Regions from separate parts of the Capsicum annuum genome. Here region 2 is linked to region 1. A link is a contact called in public Hi-C data. All regions are on one chromosome and are shown on one strand. Each heading gives the region's core, a stretch centred on a gene start, on an enhancer-like site or on the middle of the called end of the contact. The rest is flanking DNA. Distances are from core to core; before and after follow the strand shown. Region 1 holds the start of LOC107843337 (short-chain dehydrogenase TIC 32 B, chloroplastic). Region 2 holds the start of LOC107843335 (ras-related protein RABE1a).

Region 1 (4,431 bases), core at 627-3,126:
TCAATAAACATGTTGGAAATTTCTTTCAGTTTTATCCTTTCATTTAATGAGATTTTTAAGTATTTCACATTTTCTAGAAGAGTAATTTAAGAATAATTAAAAGGATAATAATAAAAAGTAACCTACAATTTATGTCTTAAAATCTTTTTCTTAAAAAGTGTATCATACCTCAACAATTCAATTAATTTGAAATGGGAGGGAGTAATTGCAATGTAAGGCCCCATCAATATTATTGAGATGCTACTGATTGTAGTAGCTATAGTAATTAGTAAACCTTAGTTCCACCGAAATTGAAGAAAAAAGAAAGATCTATGTAGATGATAATAAAGAGAATTGTGAAGGTGTGCATTTAAATCAATAAAAGATGAGATAATCATAAATAATGGCTCATTAATTTGGATACTCGAGAACCACCACCTTATTTTATAGGCGCCAGATAATATTTATCTGTGGTGCAAAAAAGTGATACATTGTCAGTGCATTAAATGTAAACTCTAGATATAATTATTGATAAAATCCATTCTTTTAGACATTTTGATATATAAATGCTCTACCAACATGGGTTGTGGTGTAGTAGTGGGGCTATTCCATCCTTAACCAGAGGTTTTGGGTACGAGTGTTGGGTATCAAGAAAATCCTATTGGGAGCGACACCCACAAAATGGGTCCTGCAGTGAGTGATTCAAATTAATCGGGGCTTCAATGTAGATATCGTACACCGAGTGGAAAACCAAAAAATTTTTATATAAACGCTCTGAAAGTAATTTCAATAGTGATGCATAACTTCAATTTTTCAAGCTTCTATTAAAGGATGAGATATTTTCCACCGTAGGAGAGGCTAAGGTTCTATACTTTAAACCTAAATGTATGTACATAAAGGGATCATGCTCCCCTCCATGTAATGGACAGAAATAACTTTTTGGTTATGAATTTATTGAAATCATAACTTTTAGCATAAGAGATTTGTTGTTGAGGTAAGTAGTTCACTAATATTCATCGATGAGGTTAATTCTTCTACATAATTAAATTGCTTTTGTCTTATATAAAGTATAATGTGCTCATTTTCAAGATTACAAATTTCCTTCTCTTCTTATAAAGAGTTATATGTGAATATCTTTTGAATCGTGATGGTATTAAAAAAGAAAATTACACCGTAATATATAGTATACATAATACATGTAGCTAAATCTATTTTCTTACATTATTAAATATTTAGAAGACAATTTAATGCATGGGCGGGGCTAGACGCAATCCCCATCACCGGAAAATATGTTACTACAAATAAATATTAAATAAATATTAAATCCCCTTATCTTTTTCGTGTATTAAATTTTCATATTTTGTACTCGCTCTGTGATTATTTTTCTTTTTAATCCGTTTAAAAAAGAATAATTCATTTCTTTTTTTAACAACTTTTTAATTTTAACTTCTCACATGGCATGTTCAAGATCATAAGATTGACGGACATTTTGCTACATTTGACATATCTTTAATTTAACACCACAAGATTCAAAAGTCTTTTTATTTTCTTAAACTTCGTGTCAAATCAAACTAGGTCATTCTTATTTAAACGGAGGAGTATCATTTAGTAAAAAAAAAAAAATTGATTCCATCACTAATGACATCCCTTTTTTTGTTCAACCTAAATATGAAAAAACAGTTGAGAAGCTAGTGAAGGGTAATTTAGGAGGGAGTAACCGATTGGAACATTGTATGCGTGTACATGTCGTTTTGTCTAACAAATTTACTACCAACAATCTCCCAAAATCTTACTTTCTCATTTTTGTTTTGCACTCTATATATCAAACGTAACCCACTGTCACAATCATTGTCCATTTTGCCACTTCTAACTTCTATCTTTAATTATTTCGATCTTTTCGTTCCCCGCACCACTTTAATTTGTATATATATATACATATTATAGGTTCTGCTTTTTGATCACTTCACATCACAACTTACAATCTTTCTCTTTCTCTTGTAGAAAAAAAACACAATAATTTGATTGTTCTTCAAAAGGGAAGATGTTGAGGTTGATAACAGGAAGAAGAGGAGCAAGTGGATTTGGATCAGCTTCTACTGCTGAGGAGGTTACTCAAGGCATTGATGCTACCCCTTTCACTGTTATTATTACAGGTTTGTTTCACATTTATTGTGTATTTTTTAATTAATAAGTACATTTCTTCAAATTTATGTGCTCATTTTAGTCCGTATAAAAAAAAAGCCCACAATTTTGTAATTAGAAAAAATTCTAACTTTAAAAGTCACTTCTTGATGAAATGTGTTAAAGCATAACAAATATCTAAAACTTTTATGATCACACATTTTAAAAAGAAAAACATTTCATAAATTCTATGTCAAGTCAAATAATATCAAAAGTACTAGTCAGAATTAAAATTATTTTTAAAGGTATGAGTTTATATCTACCCTTTTATTTAAATTTGACACATATTAATGCCACGTGTCGAAATCGACAAGGTGGATCCACCTCCAAGTGGTCGGTATTTGGGTTGGAAAGCAGCGCCTGTGTTTTCACTAATGGCTGATCATACTGCTGTCGATCATGCATACAGTTTATTAGATTGTAACCCAGATAATAGGCAGAGCTAAAATTTAAAATTCCATCAATTAAATTTACTATAAGCATGATCACTAGAAGAGCATGCAAAAGCGACATTAATTAGAGAGGGTTTAGTTAAGACTGTAACATTAGTAATTTTTTTTTTTTTTGCATGAGCTTAATTTTTTTAACTAATCTTTTTAATTTGTGAAAGAGATAATAAGAACAGGGGAACGTGTTTGGTTTGTGTTATGAAAATCTCTATCATTAATTATACTTGTGTAACCTTTAGACCGTCTTTTTTTTTTCCACCACCTTTAGGACATTTGACAAACTCCATCTGTTTAAAAAAAAAAATAACATATTTTGACTTGACACAGAGTTTAAAAAAATAAAGAAGATTTTTGAATCTTGTGATCTTAAATTAAAGTTGTGTCAAATGTCTCAAAATCCCCTTTAATTTTGTTGTCCTAAACATGCCATGTGGAAGGTTGAAATTAAAGTATTGCCAAAAAAGAAAAGGAATTTTTCTTTTTGAAATGGACTAAAAAGAAAAGTAGGTCATTCTTTTTTAAACGGAGGGAGTATATAGAATTTAAGAGGGAAACAGAGAAAAAAAAGTCAACTAATAGAGTGTGTTTGGGGTAAATTTCATACATGATCACTTAACTTTGTATCTATTACCCAAAAGTCACTTTTCATTCATTCATTTCATCCATGGTCACTTAACTTTTATCTATTAAGCAAAAGTCACTTTTCTTTCATTTATTTCATCTATGGTCATTTAACTTTATTCCGACCATCACAAAAGTCATTATGATTGAATTTTACAATAATTCCATCGGAAAAATGATGTGATAACCTTAATTAGTTTTTAATTTTAATTTAAGTTAATATATAATATATTACTCATATCTTGACCTTTTTTATATGTGCATAACCCAATTTTCCTTATGGATTATTTAATAAAAGAATATCAATTTTTTAATAGATTAGATTATCTATTGAAAACTATTTACATAAAAAAATTTGATTTATATTTTTATGAAATAAAATTATACTTATATATTCTTAAAATCCTCTAAATTTGAGACATGTGTTGGTAAATTATATTTTTCCACTAATATATTATGGCATGTAGTTGATAAAATTATTTTTCTCCCTTTAAAATTATGACATGTAGTTGATAAAATTATTTTTTTCATACATTATTTTTCTTGCCACTTGAGTCTTTGCATTCGGTATATCATAATAATATGATAAACTACTCTATTTATTGAGTTTGTCTTTGTATTTTTAGTTGTTTAACTAATCAATTAATTCTCTTAAAATTTTTATTATAATATTCAATTTCTGATAAATTACATATTGTTTAATTAATTTAATTTATAAATATAAATAGATATCCTATAATTTCTTTATCTATTAAAGTAATTATATTTTATAACTTTTATTAACAAAACTGTATGTTAATATAACATTATTTGTACAAATTTTGACAATACTTATTCAATGACACAATTAAAAAGATTTTATTTTAAAACTATCTTTAACATGTTGATTTATCTTCAAAGAATTAAAATAATTTTTTTTTTAAAAAAATATCATACATGTATTTCTATTTTATGTGTTTTGAAGAATTTGTCTTGTTTATCACTCTTTTTCGATGCACCTTTTTGGAAGATGAATGCAATACTATGAAATATTTCATAAAAATATCAACCAAAATTTTTTATGTAAATAGTCTTCATTAGGTAATCTAATCCATTAAAAAATTGGTATTCTTTCATTAAATAATCTATAAGGAAAATTGGGTTGTACACATATAAAAAAGGTCAAGATATGAGTAATATATTAGATATTCACTTAAATTAA
Region 2 (4,431 bases), core at 640-3,139, 200 kb after region 1:
TTTATACCCCTTCAATTATTGACCTGTCATGGGAGGTAAGACCATCCCCAATAGGCGCGTCAATTGAGGCTTCAACTCTACAAAATCAGTATTTTTAAGTGCCACGTGTATAATACATGTCATTATTTTTAATTATTAAATAATTTTGTCTTCTCCAATTAATAAAAGACCCAACGATAATACTTCATCTCCAAACGCCAAATCTCATCTCTTGTATTTCCTTGGAGACAACTGGGCTGAGCTCAGCCTTAATAAGGCGGTGAAGTTTGCCTTTCTGGGTGGTAGTGCGATGGTGAGGGGCGGTGATACACAATGATAGAATAAAGAGTATGAGAACAAATACAGCTCCAGCAAAGATCCCAATAACCACCCAATAAAATTATCAAAGGGGAATAGTGAATGAGTGTGGTTTTTGAATGTTTATGGAAAATAGAGTTTTTCGGTAAGATATCTGATCGAAATGTTGGTGTTTCCAGTGGATTTATGGCGAGATGGGTTTGTTTCGGGCATTTTCATCGCGAATTTGGTATTTTCGATCGTTTTCTCGTGGGCTTTGGTCGGAAAAAGATGGAAAAAATAAGATGGATTCGCCGGAGTTATTCCGGCAAAATTTCGTCGGTGAAAGATTAAAAAAGAAGTTGTTTTCTCTTTCGATGGACCTCCCTTCTCTGTTTTTCCCACTTTCTCTCTCTTTTCTTTCAATATTTCTCCCCTCTCTCGCGTATGGCTGTGTGTAGTAGTCTGTGTATTGTGTGCACTTCTTTATGTGTAGTGTTGTAGATGGTGAGTGTGTGTATAGAGAGCTGAGAGGTGTGAGTGTCATCCATGGAAATGGCGTTGTAGGAGGGAACTAAAAAAATAGGTGGGCCCGACGCGTGTACACACGCATGTCCAATTGTTTGGTTTATATTGACAGGTCAGCAATTGGAGAAATATAAAATACAGTAAAAAAATGTTTAGAGTGATAATGAGACTCTCATAAACGTTGAGTGTATAGTTGGAATTTCGACTAAAGATTGGGGGGTAATTGACCATTTTCTCTAAAATTTATATATTTTTAATTCAGTTATATATATATATATATATATATATATATATATATAATATAATATTTTCATAAATGACTGTTAAATTTATGCGCTAAAAAAATCTTTAGAAGAAATTGAATTATTTAATGCTCGATAGTTATTTTGAAACATTATTAATTTTAATTCATACTCTTTCTTAGCAAGGATGAAATTAGAATTTTGAATTAAAAATATAAAAGGTAAAAAATATTTAGATAAAAATAGGTTTATCAAAATTTTTTTAGATAAAAAATAGGTTTTCTTGAAAGGAAAAAACAAACAAAAAATAATAAAAAATATAATACATAAATAGTATACATTGTCAGCAAGCTACCACGTATACTTAAATTTTTTATAATAATATCCTTTGTTTGAATATTATTAATTATTTTAGTAAAATATATATTGTTACAAAAATATAATTTAATATAATATAAAAAATTGAATTAAAAAAAATTCAATCGTTATAAAAATTGCTATAGATCATGGATCATGAATGTTATAAGTGAAAATTATAGGGGCTACGAGGATAATTTTAGAATAAGTAAAAATTATAAGGGATACAAAAGTCATTTATTTGGTCAACTTTCAATGGATTATAAGCTAAAAAAAATAAGTAGGGAGTGACCAACTTCTATCTTTTGACTTATCTTTTGACTTTTAAAAAGACAAAATTAACTTTTTCTAAGCAATTTTTTAAATTGTCACATACTCCTAAATCCAAAAATAACTTTTAAGTCATTTTGATCAAATTATAATTTAATCCAAACACCCTCCGTACCATTTACATAAATTGACCAAGTAAAAGCATGAAGTCAAAGTCAAAGGAAAAAATAAGGAAAAACGAAATTCAATGAGAGGCCCGGTGGTACTGCGGTAAAATTTTATTTTTATTTCCCCTTTAAATAAATAAAGTGTTAAATAGATCTCCCACGTATATTCAACCTCTCTCTCTTCACGTTTCTCCGACTCCGGTACGTATTTTGTGTTTATAATTATCTTTCTCTACAAAACCCTAAATTCTATAAATTTGTGTTTTATTCAAATGTTTAAAACTTTATTATTTCGTGTCCCACTCTCTAGGGTTTGCAATTCATCATAATATTTTCCTGGGATTCGTGAGAAATCAAAAGGGAAATGACTGCTCCACCTGCTAGAGCTCGTGCCGATTACGATCAACTCATCAAACTACTCTTGATTGGTGACAGCGGTAATTATTTTCTTCTTCTTTTTTTTCTTCCATTTATTCAATATTATTGGTGGTCAAATAAGTCTTGCATTTGAGATATAGTGAGTAGTTGTTAGACGTGTTGTTTTGTTCAATTATTTACTACACTTTCTATGACCATTTATGCCAACTTGCTTGTTAATTTTAATTGAAGATGTATTTTACTGAACCAATTTTATTAATGATGTTTGAAACTCTAAATTTTACTACTACTACTACTTTATGCCCTTATTTAGTACTACTGAAGGGCAGAAATGAAAATAAAATTCCCTTGGTTTTATAATTTGGGCAAATAAATTCTCTTGGAACAAGCAGGGGAAGAGCTAGACTTGGAGTTGTCCCACAAGCTAAGTTGTGCGAACACTTCACTTTTGATGCCGTACCAATACCTACTTTTGGACAATCCGACGCACACCCATTGACATTTTTGAAGAGTTCGAGCAACATAGCCCTCCAATTACTGTTTTTAGTATGGGAGTCAAGTAATATGAAACAGAGGGGAGTACATCATATTCCCTCCATTTCATTTTATTTGGTCCCTATACTAAAAAACAAATGTTTCATTTTGCTTGTTAGTTTTAGCAAATCTAGTTACGTAGATAGTTTTATTACTTTTTTTTTCACACTACCCCTAGTATTAAATAATTATATAAAGTAATAATCCTTGAATTTGTAGGAGCTATTGAGCAAAAAATACTCCAATACTGCACTACATGATGTCAAATTAAGTATCTAGGGCGTACACATTATAAGCACCATATTATGCCAGGCATCTGTTGTTTGGGCACATAAGGTGTGTGCTTACAACCTGATCTATGTTGCTTCTTGATCCTTCATCCATTAATGCTCCCCTTCATAAATTAACAACCTTCTCCTCAAGTCAGAAATCTTAAAATAATTAGTACTCTATCCCAAACAAAAAGATAAAGACTACCACAAATCGATAGATAACCACAGATAAAATAGACTGTACATATAAAGATAATCATAGTGCTATCCCTTTTTCCCTTGAGTAGTACTAGAGAGTTTTCAAACTTCTAAGTTTTAGATGAAGGTTTTGGAAAGTCGTTAGCATGTCAAGAAGAGCTTCTTCTGTAATCCTCAGCCCCCTATAGTTCTTTTCTCATTTCACTAATTAGATGACTTAGTCGACAAAAATATTTGAAAAACCTCCTCAAGCACAATAGTTCTCATTGGAACAAATCAAGGAACCTCACTGAATGCTACTGTTAACATGATAGTATATCGCTAAACAAACAAATGAATAGCTCAATATTTCTCACCAAGCTCAAATCTTCGACATCTGTTAGCACATGGTCTTCTATTCAATTCTTTTTGTGTAGGAATTCCTATAAAGTTTCATGTGAAGGTTTGACTCCTGAGGTAAACCATGAATAGCTTAATAACTATACTCAAATTGGTGATCAATTGGTTTGCTGATATGATAAACGCACTGTGTTTATTACTTGGTCTTTCTGAATTTAATCATGTACAACTTATGTTTGAATTCTCAGGTGTGGGTAAGAGTTGCCTTCTTTTACGTTTCTCAGATGGCTCCTTCACCACCAGTTTTATTACCACTATTGGGTAGTCGTCCTCTCATTTCTTGACTTTCTACGGTTTGTTATTTTCATTTTTTTAGTATTTTTCATAAACTGCTTGTGTTTCAAACATAAAGAAAAATATGGGAATGTAATAGAAGTGAAAATTCACAATAATATAGGATTACTTATTGGATAGCATGAGAGAACTCATAAAATTACATGTAAATCATGAAATAGCTCAGTGACATGGTCTCCAGCAAGATTGAGAATATTAAGGGTCTATGTCAAGACTATACGAGTATCGATCCTTGAAGGTTCTCTACTTTTTTATTTTTCTGCCAATTGATTCCAATGCAAATTATCTTTTTCACAGCATTGATTTCAAGATAAGGACCATAGAACTTGACGGCAAACGGATCAAACTGCAAATCTGGGATACTGCTGGCCAGGAGCGGTTCCGAACAATTACAACAGGTATGCATGTATCTGTTTGCTGTTAATCATTTACCTGAAATATAGAACAAGTCAGTAGTCTTTTTCTTCACATAAATTTAGGATTCAAGGGGGGTATGGATTGAATTGCCGATTGTAA

Evidence for each region. A called contact is a pair of places that touch in the nucleus more often than the background predicts.
Region 2: a contact with region 1 is called in a Hi-C map of bud, with 2.6 times the contacts expected there. The contact joins the promoter of LOC107843335 here to the promoter of LOC107843337 in region 1. A contact is called at or near these places in 2 of 5 Hi-C or Micro-C datasets (bud and placenta).

What each region holds. Positions count from the first base shown.
Region 1 is chr10:172,523,346-172,527,776 of UCD10Xv1.1, forward strand. LOC107843337 (short-chain dehydrogenase TIC 32 B, chloroplastic) reads left to right here and starts at 1,877. Exons shown (of 8, transcript XM_016687576.2): 1 at 1,877-2,132. The coding sequence starts at 2,021.
Region 2 is chr10:172,720,541-172,724,971 of UCD10Xv1.1, forward strand. It overlaps LOC107843335 (ras-related protein RABE1a), which reads left to right and starts at 1,890. Exons shown (of 9, transcript XM_016687573.2): 1 at 1,890-2,041; 2 at 2,151-2,277; 3 at 3,810-3,882; 4 at 4,213-4,313. The coding sequence starts at 2,205.